Regions from separate parts of the Oncorhynchus mykiss genome. Here region 2 is linked to region 1. The links are chromatin contacts, called in public Hi-C maps. All regions are on one chromosome and are shown on one strand. Each heading gives the region's core, a stretch centred on a gene start, on an enhancer-like site or on the middle of the called end of the contact. The rest is flanking DNA. Distances are from core to core; before and after follow the strand shown.

Region 1 (7,495 bases), core at 1,819-4,318:
ATAAACAAGGCTAAATCTACACTGGTGTTGCTTACCAAGAACACAATGAATGTTCCAGAGGTGCCGAGTTACAGTTTTGACTTAAATCTACGGGAAGACCTGAAAATGGTCGTCTAGCAATGATCAACAACCAATTTGACAGAGCTTGAAAATTTTGAAAATGAATGAATGATGGGCAAATATTGCACAATTCGGGCCTCCCGGGTGGCGCAGTGGTTAAGGGTGCTGTACTGCAGCGCCAGCAGAGACTCTGGGTTCACGCCCAGGCTCTGTCGTAACCGGCTGCGACCGGGAGGTCCGTGGGGCGACGCACAATAGGCCTAGCGTCGTCCGGGTTAGGGAGGGTTTGGCCGGTAGGGATATCCTTGTCTCATCGCGCACCAGCTACTCCTGTGGCGGGCCGGGCGCAGTGCGCGCTAACCAAGGTTGCCAGGTGCACGGTGTTTCCTCCGACGCATTGGTGCGGCTGGCTTCCGGGTTGGATGCGCGCTGTGTTAAGAAGCAGTGCGGCTTGGTTGGGTTGTGTATCGGAGGACGCATGACATTCAACCTTCGTCTCTCCCGAGCCCGTACGGGAGTTGTAGCGAAGAGACAAGATAGTAGCTACTAAAGGACACCAAAAATTGGGGAGAAAAAGGGGTAAAAAAAAAAAGATTACCACAGCCACAGCTGTGCGTCTGCCAAAAGTGCTTCCACAAATCTCTAAGAACTTTTCACACCTGGATTGTGCAATATTTTTTTTTTTTTTACCCCTTTTTCTCCCCAATTTCGTGGTATCAAATTGTTGTAGTTGAGGCCATGGTCACCAACCTTGAGTAAAGATCACGTTTGCATTAAAAAATAAAGTATGCTGAGATCTACTTATATATTTTTTAAAACATTAACCTAATAAAAACTGTTCTGTAGGAATCAGGTTTGTGCAGTTAGGCAGGCCTAATACATTATCACAGCATATGCCTGCCAATATTGTTCTTCTCAGACCACATATTTAAAAACTCGAGCTTTGATAACAAAATAAATAATTTGGTGTAGCACTTGCGAGCCACAGCGGAGAATAAATTGAATTAGAATATTTATTTTACTGGACAGATGGTAAGCTACCTGCATCTGATGGTGATTAAGACAACTGTGAACGTAAAATCACAACATCAGTGATGTTCAGGTGGGAAAGTCAGGGCTCAAGAAAGATGCCCGAGTTTCCACCTTGGATGACCAATTTTATTCCCCATAATATTTTTCAGTCAGATCTCGTTTTATTCCGAGTTCCCAGTGGGCTTGAGTGCATTGAAGTCGTAGATGCCCAAGTTCCTAGCAGTTTTGAACACAGCATTAGTCTCAGCAGAGGGAGGGAAAGAGCAGCAGAGGGTCAGCCTCTCGTGGTCCCTGCTCTCTCCTTCCTTTCTCTGGTCAGTCTCACCAGAGGAGATGGGACAGTCTTCCACCTGATGTGGTGCGTCTGGAGTTTCCCCATCTGCCTCAAGCACAAATTAATGCTGTTCCTATGACCAGAGAAAGTGAAATATTCAAATAGACACGACAAACTGCTAATAACAAAAACTCAAGGCTATCGATACACTCGGCTACTCACTCATTGCAGCGCGAGTAGGAGTTTGGAATAAAAATGTGACAGTACTGAATAAAAAAAAGAATTCAACATGAAGTCCCTTATAAAAACAGCAGCTCTTTGCTGTATTATTTGACCGTCTCTCTCTGGTCATGTTTAGAAGTTATGAAATATCATGTAGACTCGTATCAAACTTGTAGGCACTGATTTGAGCTATCAGATTGGCCAGCTCAATTTAGCAACAGATCTCCAGGTCCACCGGGTAGACCGAAATGAAATGGTTCAAATGCGAACACTTATGGGGTATTGTGTGTAGATGGATGACAAAAAATAAATGGATGAAATATATATTTTGATTTCAGTCCAACAACAAAATGTGGAATAAGTCAAGGGATATGAATACTTTGAAGGCACTGCATTGGAAAAAGGTATTTCATTTCAAACTTCATATTTTTTGTAATGAACGACAAAAATACAGATCGGAAGACTTTCCTGCCCTACTGCTTCAAATGCTATTAAAAAGAAAGACAACACACATTATATATCTCCAAAGATACGAGCTACACACAAGCTACTTACGACTCATACTCATTGCACAAAAAAAAAAAAAAAAAAAGTCATGTTCGCTCTAGTACACTGTCCAATGAGCAGACAACCCTCCAGGCCTTTCACAGAGCAGTCAGGGTTGCCACGGCACCCAGTGACATTCAAAGACGTCATTAGGGGGATGGGAGGTTAATAAAGGTCTGGTCAGTCGTCAGCGGTTCTAAATATAGACAGAAAGAGATTGGAGAAGAGAGCAGCCAGTAAGAGAATCCACAGGTAGTTGATGTTGTTGTTGTTAGGATTTATTCTGATATAGGATAGCCCATGTGTAGAGGAACTTCAACTGGAATCATGAGAGCAAGCCTTAAAAAAAAGTATATTGTTTAAGAGACCCATAAACACATCCTACTACTGGAGATAATTCAGAATTATCACTCCAGTTTGCCGACTTCTTTAAGATAAAAGTAATAAAAGTTTAATGGTGAACCATACAGCCACCACGAAGCACCGGACTTTGAGATGCTGGTTTCCTGTCGTCAAACAAACTTGTAAATTACTCAAGGAAATCACAACACATGAGTAATGCCCTGAGGGGAGTTCATGGACAGGATCAGAGGGGTAAGAGGTCACGGGGGGTGGGCTTCTTTGGCATTTTATGAAGGGAAAAAAAGCTGGAGGAAAGAACCAGACTTACCTGTGGTGTTAGCAGAAATGATGAACGGAGAAGCCAGAGATGATTGTGTTAGTGATCTTTGTTGTTCCAAAACTCAGTCAAGTTGAAGGTAATAAGAATTAGGATGATAAAGCCTTAGGCGAGGGTGTATTTGCTTGTGTTTGGGAATGGGCTGAAGGTTCTAAAGTGGGTCTTCGGAGTCGGCCATGACTTTAGTCCAGAGGTATGGTGGATCGGTAGGCTCCTCCCCTTCTCCAAATCAATCCCACTGCAATAGTCACAAATTAACAGGAGTTAGTCAGCTGCAGTTCAAGGATCCTGGTATCCATAACTCCTCACACTCCTGGCCACTGCCGATAGCATGGCCAGCATTCATTCAGTCATAAGTAATTCAGTAATGTTAGTTTGACTCCAATTTTGCTTAGTCAGGCAATGACAGAGTAGGTGATCTGCCAGTCAAGATTAGTTGTTACGCACAGGCCAAATAAGCATTTGGGCTACCTCCATTTGCAACTCTCCCTCCCCGACTACCACCATGATAAACAGAGATGACCAATGATTCTACATTATTCCACTCCTGACTACCATTAAAACTCTTTTTAATCGCAAAAAAAAATCGAGTTGCTAAAGACAGTGTCTGAAATGTGGAAAATTGTTTTGCTTTGAGGGGGGAAGGTGAGGGAGTCAGTTTGCCTCCACCGAAAAGCACTCGCAGAGCTGTTAATGGAATGAGTCATGCAGCCTGGGGTCTGCAGAGACGAGAGACACACTACAATACCCACACTCCCCTGGGGATGGCGGAGGAGAGGCATAGCGCTGCAATAGCCATTCTGGCCCCCAGTCTCACCTGGGGTCATTGAGCTGGTGAGTGGACAAATGGACAGTGTCAATATGTGCCGTCTTTCTAAATCAATAGGTTACTTAGTCATTTCATCACCGTGTGAATGTGAAAACACATTCTAAATTACTTGTGTAAATTTCTCCCTGCTTATGTATGATGGTCTATTTCTTAGGTCGCAAAATAAATAAAACCTTAGTCGTTGCTTCCTTGATCTCTAGTATAGCTATTATATCCATTACATACATTTTTACAAGGGGATTTCACCATGGGAGGTCTGATTTCATCCATCTAGGGTTCTGCCCAACATAAATGAAAATCTTATTCTCTTTATTCCAATTAGCCTTTAAAAAAATGCTGGATTCCATACTTGGTGAATATGCCACGTCCGTTTGCAATATTACAACAGAAGTTACTTCAAACTACTGACAGTTCATTTCCCTCAGACATTGCATGCACGATATAACAGCAGAGGAACTGCACATTTTTGTTGCCAGATGCTCCTCTCAGTTTCATCAACAAATCAAAAACGATAAATGCTCTGGGGCGAGCAGTGGCTCCGTTTCACCTTAACACAAAGCAGCAAATATTCTAAATCATTTCAATAAACTCCTGTCAAGGTAGCCTAATCACAAGCAATAAAATGGGCGCAAATTGCTATGTGCATTATGTTAGAGTTGATTTTACAAAAGAGGTTATTCATGCACTTTGCAGACCTTATCCTGAGCAAATTACATTATACAAATTTACATATTTTGTATTCACACAGCTGGGTGAACACTGGCGCAGTGCCAATGTCTTTTCCCATTCATTGACAGCGATGAATTTTGGGTATTTGAACATGCAACCTCCTGGTTAAATCCTGAACATGCAATGTCTCCATTACGCCACACTGTAAAAGGTCCAACAAAGTGCCTGCTTTATGCTTAATCCCCATTCATCTCAGTTTGCTCTGCAGCTGCTGTTGGGTCTACATCCTACAGGAGTCCTGGCAGTTCAACAGCCCACTGGGGCACCCTGCATTTTGGACAGTGTCCCTCCCTGGACCTGCGGCCTCACCTACTGGGCAGAGGGAGCAACTGCATGGGCAGGACGTGGCCAGACACAGACGTGGCCTGATAATGATGTAAAGATATTCTGCAAATATTAGTTTAATGTTGGAAGTCTATATCAGAGCGTGCCTTTAAATGATAATTCCATACTGAAATTGTACATCTGTTTACTGTTTTTTTTTAAAATGCACACAGATGGCAAACAGTAACCTATACAGGAAAACCAAGGGTGCGCTAGTTGTCTGTACCAAAACTCCAATAATTTTCATTCATATCTTGTTCTCCCATCTTTTTTTCTTTAAATAGGGAGACATTGTTTTCAGCACTTACAGTACCAGTCAAAAGTTGACACCTACTCATTCAAGGGTTCCTTTATTTTTACTATTTTCTACATTGTAGAATAGTAGTAAAGACATCAAAACTTTGAAATAACACATATGGAATCATGTAGTAACCAAAGAAGTGTTATAAATATATGAGATTCTTCTAAGTAGTCACCCTTTGCCTGGATGACAGCTTTGCACACTCTTGGCATTCTCTCAACCAGCTTCATGAGGTAGTCCTGGAATGCATTTCAATTAACAGGTGTGCCTTCTCAAAAAGCTCATTTGTGGAATTTCTTTCCTTCGTAATGCATTTGAGCCAATATATTTGCTAAAAGACCAAGTCCATATTATGGCAAGAACAGCTCAAATAAGCAAAGAGAAACAGTCCACCATTACTTTAAGACATGAAGGTCAGTCAATGCGGAAAATGTCAAGAACTTTGATACGTTTCTTCAAGTGCAGTCACAAAAACCATCAGGCGCTATGATGAAACTGGCTCATGAGGATCGCCACAGAAAAGGAAGACTCAAATCAGTTCAAATCAAACTGTATGTCACATGCACCGAATACAACAGGTGTAGACCTTAGTGAAATGCTTACTAATAAGCCCTTAACCAACAATAAAGTGTTAAGATCTGATTTTCTAAAATAAACTGAAGTAAAATAAAATGTAATAAGAAACATAGTTAAAGGGCAACAATAAAATCACAGTAGCAAGGCTATATACAGGAGGTACCGGTACAATGTCAATGTGCGGGGCGCCAGGTTAGTCGAGGTAATGGTGGGGGGGGGCAGTATGACTAGGGTGGCTGGATTCTTAAGCCATTTTTAGGGCCTTCCTCTGACACCGCCTTGTATAGAGGTCCCGGATGACAGGAAGAGTGGCCAGTGATGTACTAGGCCATACGCACGACCCTCTGTAGTGCCTAGCAGTCTGAGGTCGAGCAGTTGTCATACCAGGCGGTGATGCTCTCGATGGTGCAGCTGTAGAACTTTGAGGATGTGGGGACCCATGCCAAATAATTTCAGTCGGTTGAGGGGGAATAGGCATCGTCATGCCCTCTTAACCACTGTCTTGTTGTGTTTGGACCATGATAGTTTGTTGGGGATGGACATCAAGGAAATTGAAGCTCTAAACCTTCTCCACTACAACCCCGTAGTGGAACAGTAGTCTTCGACCATCTCCTTTGTTTTACCTCTGCTGCAGAGGATACGTTCATTATGGTTAACTGCACCTCAGATTGCAGCCAAAATAAATGCTACAGAGTAACAGACATCGCAACATCAACTGTTCAGAGGAGACTGAGAAAGCAGACCTTCACGGTCAAATTGCTGCAAAGGAACCACTACTAAACCACACCAATAACAAGGAGAGACTTGCTTGGGCCAAGAAACACGAAGAAAAGGACAGACTGGTGTAAATCTGTCCTTTGGTCTGATGAGTCCACATGAGATTGTTGGTTCCAACCGCTGTGTCTTTGTGAGACGCAGGGTAGGTGAACAGATGAGCTCCGCATGTATAGTTCCCACCGTGAAGAATGGAGGTGGGATGGTGCTTTGCTGGTGACACCATCTGTGATTCATTTAGAATTTAAGGCATACTTACCCAGCATGGCTACCACAAAATTTTGCAGCGATACTCCATCCCAGCTGGTTTGCGCTTTTTGGGACTATCATTTTTTTTTTCAACAGCGCAATGACCCAACACACCTCCAGGCTGTGTAAGGGCTATTTGACCAAGGAGAGGGATGGAGGGCTGCATCAGATAACCTGGCCTCCACAATCACCCGACCTCAACCAAATTGAGATGGTGTGGATGAGTCGGACCACAGAGTAAAAGAAAAAGTAGCCAACAAGTGCTCAGCATGTGTGGGAACTCCTTCAAGACTGTTGGAAAAGCATTCCAGGTGAAGCTGGTTGAGAAAATGCCAAGTGTGCCAAGCTGTCATCATTGCAAAGGGTGTCTATTTGAATAATCTCAAATAAACTATATTTTGATTTGTTTAACACTTTTTTGGTTACTACATGATTCCATGTGTTATTTCAAAGTTTTGATGTCTTCACTATTATTCTACAATGTAGAAAATTGTCAAAATAAAGAAAAACCTTTGAATGAGTAGGTGTTTCCAAACCTTTGACTGGTACTGTACATATTTAAAACATAATCAATGATCAATGTCCATGGGGTTAGCCACTGCCATAGCTCATGGGGCTTGAAATAAAAGTTAGTCAGCCATAAACGTGATCAAATCAAGATTATTTTTAGGCCATATCACCCAGCCCTATTTACTACTGCAGTGTAATTCCTGGAAAGCGGATCTAAGTCCCACTCATCAGTCGCGGAAGTCTCGCCTCTAAGCCGTATGATTTAATGGAATGGAGTTAGCGCTGAAAGCCCATGCAGTACCGCCGTCCCTGTGCCTTCCGCACTGAAGCAAGGCTCTCAGGCGTCGTGCCCAAACACGTCGCTGATCGTTTAATGCGCTTAAAACTACT
Region 2 (7,495 bases), core at 1,585-4,084, 75 kb before region 1:
TATTCCTTTGTGTAATGAAGTACGGCCATCTTGAAGGGGTCACTTCTTGTGTACTGTTTGATAGAGGCGCATGACCAGAAAGCATGCTTCAGTTTGTTTTCTTCCTGTATTGAACACAGATCATCCCGTCTTCAATTTGATCAATTATTTACTTTAAAAAATACCTATAGTTGTATGAAATGTTTTGGCAAAGTTTACAGGTAACTTTTGGGCAAGTTGGAACCGGTGTTTTTCTGGCTCAAACGCACCAAATAAATTGACATTTTGGATATATATGGACGGAATTAATCGAACAAAAAGGACCATTTGTGATGTTTGAGTGCCAACAGAAGAAGCTCGTCAAAGGCATGATTTATATTTTTATTTCTGCGTGTTGTGTCGCGCCTGCAGGGTTGAAATATGTTTTCTCCCTTTTGTTTATGGAGGTGCTATCCTCAGATAATAGCATCGTTTGCTTTCGCCGAAAAGCCTTTTTGAAATTTGCCATGTTGGCTGGATTCACAACCCGTGTAGCTTTAATTTGGTATCTTACGTGTGATTTCATGAAAGTTTGATTTTTATAAGAATTTATTTGAATTTGGCACTCTGCATTTTCTCTGGCTTTTGGCCAAGTGGGATGCTACTGTCCCACATATCCCAGAGAGGTTAACAAACCTCCAGACGACCTTCAATGCCATACAACTCTTCTTCCGTAAGGAAGTAAAACTAAATGCATGCTCTTCAACCAATCACTGCCCGCCTGTCCAGCATCACTACTCTGGATGGTTCCGACTTAGAATATGTCGACAACTACAAATACCTAGGTGTCTGGCTAGACTGTAAACTCTCTTTCCAGACTCACATTAAGAATCTCCAATCCAAAATTAAATCTAAAAGTGGCTTCCTATTTTGCAACAAAGCATCCTTCACTCATGCTGCCAAAATATAGCCTCGTAAAACTGACCATCCTACCGATCCTTGACTTCGGCGATGTAATTTATAAAATAGCCTCCAACACTCTACTCAAAAAATTGGATGCAGTCGATCACAGTGCCATCCATTTTGTCAGCAAAGCCCCATATACCACCCACAACACTGCGACCTGTATGCTCTCGTCGGCTGGCCCTTGCTACATATTCGTCGCCAGACCCACTGGCTCCAGGTCATCGATAAGTCTTTGCTAGGTAAAGCCCAGCCTTACCTCAGCTCACTGGTCACCATAGCAGCACCCACCCGTAGCACACGCTCCAGCAGGTATATCTCACTGGTCATCCCCAAAGCCAACACCTGTTTGGCCGCCTTTCCATCCAGTTCTCTGCTGCCAATGACTGGAACAAATTGCAAAAATAGCTGAAGTTGGAGACTTCTCTCCCTCACTAACTTTAAACATCAGCTTTATGAGCAGCTAACCAATCACTGCAGCTGTACACAGCCCATCTGTAAATAGCCCAGCCAATCTACCTACCTCATCCCCATGTTTTTATTTACTTTTCTGCTCTTTTACACACCAGTACTTCTACATCATCTACACATCTATCACTCCAGTGTTAATTTGCTAAATTGTAATTACTTCGCCACTATGACCTATTTATTGCCTTACCTCACGCAATTTGCCCACTGTATATATACTTTTTTTTCTATTGTGTTACTGACTGTACATTTGTTTATTCCATGTGTAACTCTGTGTCATACTGCTTTGCTTTATCTTGGCCAGGTCGCAGTTGTAAATGAGAACTTAAATGAAATAAAAGGTGACATATATACATACATACATACATACATACATACATATACACATACATACATATATTTTAAAGGTTATAAAATACAAGTCTGCACATTCACATAACATATTTCACATCTTCCAATATAGCTACAGCTATGAACATGCATATAGCTAACGTTAATGTATTTCCCCAAGTCCGCTACAAAACACTTTACATGGGTCAAGGTACTTGGGTAGGCAGTTACTACCTCACTACTAGCTAACGTTAGCTTGAGTAGTTAACCCAATAACTGGACAGTCACTCCTCTCTAAACTGTCACCGGTGAATCCTTGCGTGTCAGTTTCGACAATGTAAGCTAACTTGGGGTGGGTAGCTAGCTACATCATTACATGACTAGCCATCAATAATGTTCTTTAAATAACCATTGTTTTAGAGCATAAGACAATTCTAAGCGTGATCTGCTAGTTAGCTCTTTTTCTAGCTGCATGCTAACTGTTACTAAGAATTTGCCAGGCATAACGCCCCTTGGAGCTGCCAGATAGTGATCCATACAAGGACTGACTGTGCTATCGCTGACCACAATAGCTTGTGTTAGCAAGTTAGCTAGCATTATGGCACAATACCATGCCAACTTCGATAGCTAGCTGGCTAACAACAAACATTAACTCAAGATCATACAGATTCTAAACTTACCATACCTGACATGAAATAGAGAGTAACAAGGTTTAAAGTAACTGAACGGAACAGTATTAAATCGTGTGGTTAGCTACGTTTTGATCAAGAGTAAGCTAGTAAGCTCCCTAGTCTCTTGACTACGCTTGCGCGGATCTCAATTTGGCATGAGCGACCCGTTACCCCCAGGCCCCTTGCAGCCTGGAAGACCACCGATTTAGTGACAACGGAAAATTGTAAAAAGGATACTCAAAGTCAACATCTTGGACTGATAGTCAAAGGCAACGACCTCTCCTTGCAATTGCTGCCCCAAGCAGGTGAGGCAGGAGACATGGCTGCCGACACTGAAATACTCCCCCGGTCCAGGAGCCGCCATCTTCTCCGCCAGGAAACTGGAGCGCCAGATTTACGTAAATATACGCCGTGGCGTCACTGACTATCGATAGGGAATGTTGATGGACGTGTCATAGATCATTAATCAGTCATGAGGTGAAGAATTGGACCGCCCATGGAAGTGTGATCAGAGTTGAACTGATCTGGACTTTTAATTGTCCAGATCTCGTAATATTTTATTAGAAGTCCTTCTCGCCACAATTAATGTCATACATTTTATCCTTGTCAAATAAATTAATGTCAGACTTGCTAACTGGTTGAACCCGGCACGTGTATAACTGCAACCAGTTAACAAGTCCGACTACTAGCTCATGAACGGCGGCAATTGTAAGATGTTGCAATATTGCATAAAAACATTTCGTTAATTCACTCACACTTTTTGGAGACTGAATTTGAGTGTTGCTTTGACCATACACATCCCTCATCACTAGCACAAGAGTAAAACATCCAAGCAGTTGGCATTTCACATTCATCTTAATTTCCACCATAAATTGGTATGTGGAGTGGACAGTCCTAAAGATATGCTTTTGACTTGCCTGTTACAAGCCCGATTACCGACTGGGCACTTTCCCTGCAGCCCCCAACCATCCCACAACCGACACTGTAAATTAAATATTTTTACTCCTCTTTGTATTGGAGCAGTGAATCGCTTTATTGAGTTTCAGACAATTAACAGGCCCACTTTAAAAAATATTTACTCAAATAGGATGTCACAACATTACAATGAGTAATAAAAAAGGGCTTTAAAATTTACACAAAACCTGAAATAAAACAGTAATCAGACTCAACATTCCCTTTAAGATCCTTGCTAACCCACAAGGTGGCGTTGTGCACAATGCAACTCATGAAAAAAATTCTTGGGGACAGCGATTTTCATCCATAATAGTCACAGTAATAGATTGTTCAAATAGCGTGTATTGCACATGTGTACACATATATGCACTTATACACGTGAGTAGCAATTAGTATAAACACATTTGTATTGTCGCAACAGGAAAGCATTTGAAAGAACACATGAAATTAAGGAATGTGCTTTGATCAATTCAAAACGTCTGCATTAGTTATGACCAGAAGAGAGAAAGAATATATTTAAAATATAAGGTAAAAGACGGTCACATATTCAAACATCCAACCACAGAAAGTGGAGATTGAAACACCAGCGCAGTGGAAGGACAATGTAAGAGACACACTTCTCTTTCCAAAGTCAAAAAATATACAATTACTCTTTGAACCTTGACGATCATAGGTCACTACATATACACAACGTATGAAATATCAATAAATATACATTATTTACTGAATAGCAAAATAGTGTGGCAGCAACAATAAAGCTATCTTCAATGGTGGATAAGTCGATATAATTTACAAACTTGGATGTCTTCCAGTATCTGTTTAGACAGAACATATTTGCATGGTTGCCACTTGTAGTAGTTGTTTTGTCTAAGGCAACACACAAAAACATTCCTTTATTCAGAGTAGACTTTCTTGATTTGAGTGTTGTTTTTTTTGCTGCCCCTCCAATATACCCACAGGAAAAAAGCTCTGACCTCCAAAACACACATCAGTTCAATTAAAGAAAAAGGGTAATTCTGTCATGCCATCTCACCCACAGGACAGCCCAATAACCCTTCTATATGCCATACAAGGTGGAGGTACAAAACTATGCACCAAATCTCAAATGGTCAATGATCTACATCAAAACATAAAACAAGGTCACAGTAGTCACATGTACTGCAAGCACCCCCCACAACATAGCCACATGTAAAAGGAAGTAGGAACTACTGTGTACATTACATATGTGAGTACAGTGGCATCCACCAACAATTTTGCAAGTGTAGAGTGTTTCAATTCCTACCCTGGTGACATGATTGTGACAACACCGTGATTGGAGTTCGTTCAAATGGCGAATGCCTGTTTTTTCTGTGACATCAGGTCACATGTGCTCCGTCTGGGAAGTAGTACCACTGGAGAACAACACAAAGAGCAAACCATGGTCGGTATGACAACAGGAGCTATGACGTTAAAGGGGTAGTTCACTCACCATTCAAAGTTTCAGACCTCGAAGGTGCGCCAATGTCAACATGATTCCAAGTCCCACTCCATTGGTTAAGTAGCTCCAGCTGTAACGTGCATTTGGAAAGTAATTAGACGGCGTCACCTTTTCCATATTATGTTACGTTACAGCCTTATTATAAAATTGATTAAATAGAGTCCCGTCCCCCCCCCCCCCCCCTCAATCTACACACAATACCCCATAATGACAAAGCAAAAACAGATTCTTAGATTATACATTTAAAAAAAAAAAAAAAAAAACATAAATCACATTTACATAAGTATTCAGTCCCTTTACTCAGTACTTTATTGAAGCAACTTTGGCAGCAATTACAGTCTTGAGTATTATTGGGTATGACGGTACAAGCTTGGCACACCTGTATTTGGGGAGTTTCTCCCATTCTTCTCGGCAGAGCCTCAAGCTCTGACAGGTTGGATGGGGAGCGTCGCTGCACAGCTATTTTAAGGTCTCTCCAGATGTTCGATCGGGTTCAAATCCAGGCTCTGGCTGGGCCACTCAAGGACATTCATGGACTTGTCCCGAAGCCCCTCCTGCATTGTCTTGGCTGTGTGCTTGGAAGGTGAACCTTCACCCCAGCCTGACGTCCAGTGCACTCTGGAGCAGGTTTTCATCAAGGATCTCTGTACTTTGTTCTGTTCATCTTTCCCTCGATCCCGACTAGTCTCCCAGTCCCTGCCACTAAAAAACATCCCCATAGCATGATGCTGCCACCATCACGCTTCACCGTAGGGATGTTGCCAGGTTTCCTCCAGACATGATGCTTGGCATTCAGGCCAAATAGTTCAATCTTGGTTTCATCAGACCAGAGAATCTTGTTTCTCATGGTCTGAGAGTCTTTAGGTGCCTTTTGGCAAACTCCAAGCGGGCTGTCATTTGCCTTTTACTGAGGAGTGGCTTCCATCTGACCACTACCAGGCCTGATTGGTGGAGTGCTGCAGATATGGTTGTCCTTCTGGAAGGTTCTCCCATCTCCACAGAGGAACCATCGGTTTCTTGGTCACCTCCCTGACCACGGCCCCTCTCCCCCAATTGCTCAGTCTGGCTGTGCGGCAAGCTCTAGAAAGAGTCTTGGTGTTTCCAAACTTATTCCACTTAAGAATGATGCAGGCCACTGTGTTCTTGGGGACCTTCAATGCTGAATGTTTTTGGTACCCTTCCCCAGATCTGTGCATCGACACAATCCGGTCTCAGAGCTCTATGGACAATTCCTTCGACCTCATGGCTTGGTGTTTGCTCCGACATACACTGTCAACTGTGGGACCTTATATAGACAGAAGTGTGCCTTTCCAAATCATGTCCAATCAATTGAATTTACCACAGATGGACTCCAATCAAGTTGTAGAAACATCAAGGATGATCAATGGAAACAGGCTCAATTTCAAGTCTCATAGCAAAAGGTCTGAATACTTGTGTAAATAAGGTGCTGCTGTTTTTTTATTTGAGATACATTTGCAAAAATTCTAAAAAGACAAGTTTTTGCTTGGTCATTACGTGGTATTGTGTGTAGATTGGTGGGAATTTGTTTTTTAAAATACATTTTTAGAAGGCTGTAACATAACAAAAAAAAAATCAAGGGGCCTGAATACTTCCCGATAGCACTGTATGCTTGAATCCCAAATAAAAATGGGAAAGATTATCTGATTTCAACATTTTAGACAGTGCCAGTGTCCAACTTTCCCATTCATTTGGGATTGGAGCATAACGCTTGATCTACTTGAGATGGACATGGAGTCATAGACTTCAAATGACAGGGCTGAAAACCTCTAATAAAACGTACATTTTGTATTGAACTAGGCTAGCCCTTTGTGTTTCATATGAAAAAGGGTAACTAGTGAGAGAGTTAGGCGTTGACACCCATTTAACGTTCATGAAAACGTCGCCACTGTATAGTTATTACAGTATTTAGATAAGTTCAATATACAGTTGTGACAAAGGGACAAAAGTACCTTACGATGGTGAGTGGACAGGTAGAGAATTAAATATATCATTACAGGGAAAAACTAAAAATAACCTATTCCTTAATGATAGTTTACCTCAATAAAGAGGACAGATGCAGAAGACTTGGTCAGTGTTATGTTACATTGTTTGAAATAAAACAAAATGATCAATGTAGACAAGCTCTGCACCACACATTATCTCCTGAGAGTATGCTGGTTAAAAAGAGATTCTCCGGTACTTTTGGATACTTTTTAACCGGTAGTTCTGAAAGTTGTGCCAACGAGCAAAAAAAGTGTCCCCCAACAATTGTGTATTACGTCACATATGTGCAGATATGTGCACCATGTCATTGATCTCTCTTTCTCTGCTGTAGGTGTACCATGTACATTTCGCTAGCTGACGAGGGGCAGAAGCTCATTGGTTTTACTCAAATTGCTAGGGAGCTGGCCCAAGTGGGGGAAAATAAAGACATTTCCCGCAGCACAGCACCCCCCCAAAAAGTGGCTTTTAAACTAGGGATTGCGTAGCTAATTGAGGTAAGACAGTAATTCTGCTCATAGATTATGCATGCATGAACTACACATTGACACATCCAGCCCAAAGCCGGAGGTTTAAAAAAAGACTTAGTAGTCGCCAAAGTTCCGGAGCATGTCTTTGAGGTGTCGGTTACCATTCTCTAGTAGATATACTTGATTTGTATGAATTCCTCAAG

The links. A called contact is a pair of places that touch in the nucleus more often than the background predicts.
Region 2: a Hi-C map of liver shows a contact between it and region 1, with 3 times the contacts expected there. The contact joins the promoter of LOC110486402 here to the enhancer-like site in region 1. A contact is called at or near these places in 2 of 3 Hi-C or Micro-C datasets (blood and liver).

The regions. Positions count from the first base shown.
Region 1 is chr13:42,054,309-42,061,803 of USDA_OmykA_1.1, reverse strand. The region is part of intron 1 of hdac5 (histone deacetylase 5); the gene reads right to left. Among protein-coding and RNA genes, the nearest start is that of hdac5, 11 kb to the right of the region's middle. Within about 2 kb of position 3,068, at least 2 of the 11 cell types and tissues checked have an H3K27ac peak or open chromatin away from gene starts, as enhancers often do. A contact at or near this core is called in liver, where this site is marked.
Region 2 is chr13:42,128,968-42,136,462 of USDA_OmykA_1.1, reverse strand. It overlaps LOC110486402 (protein LSM12 homolog A), which reads right to left and starts at 2,834. Exons shown (of 5, transcript XM_021557973.2): 1 at 2,628-2,834. The coding sequence starts at 2,754. hdac5 (histone deacetylase 5) reads right to left here. Exons shown (of 25, transcript XM_021557972.2): 25 at 3,385-4,891.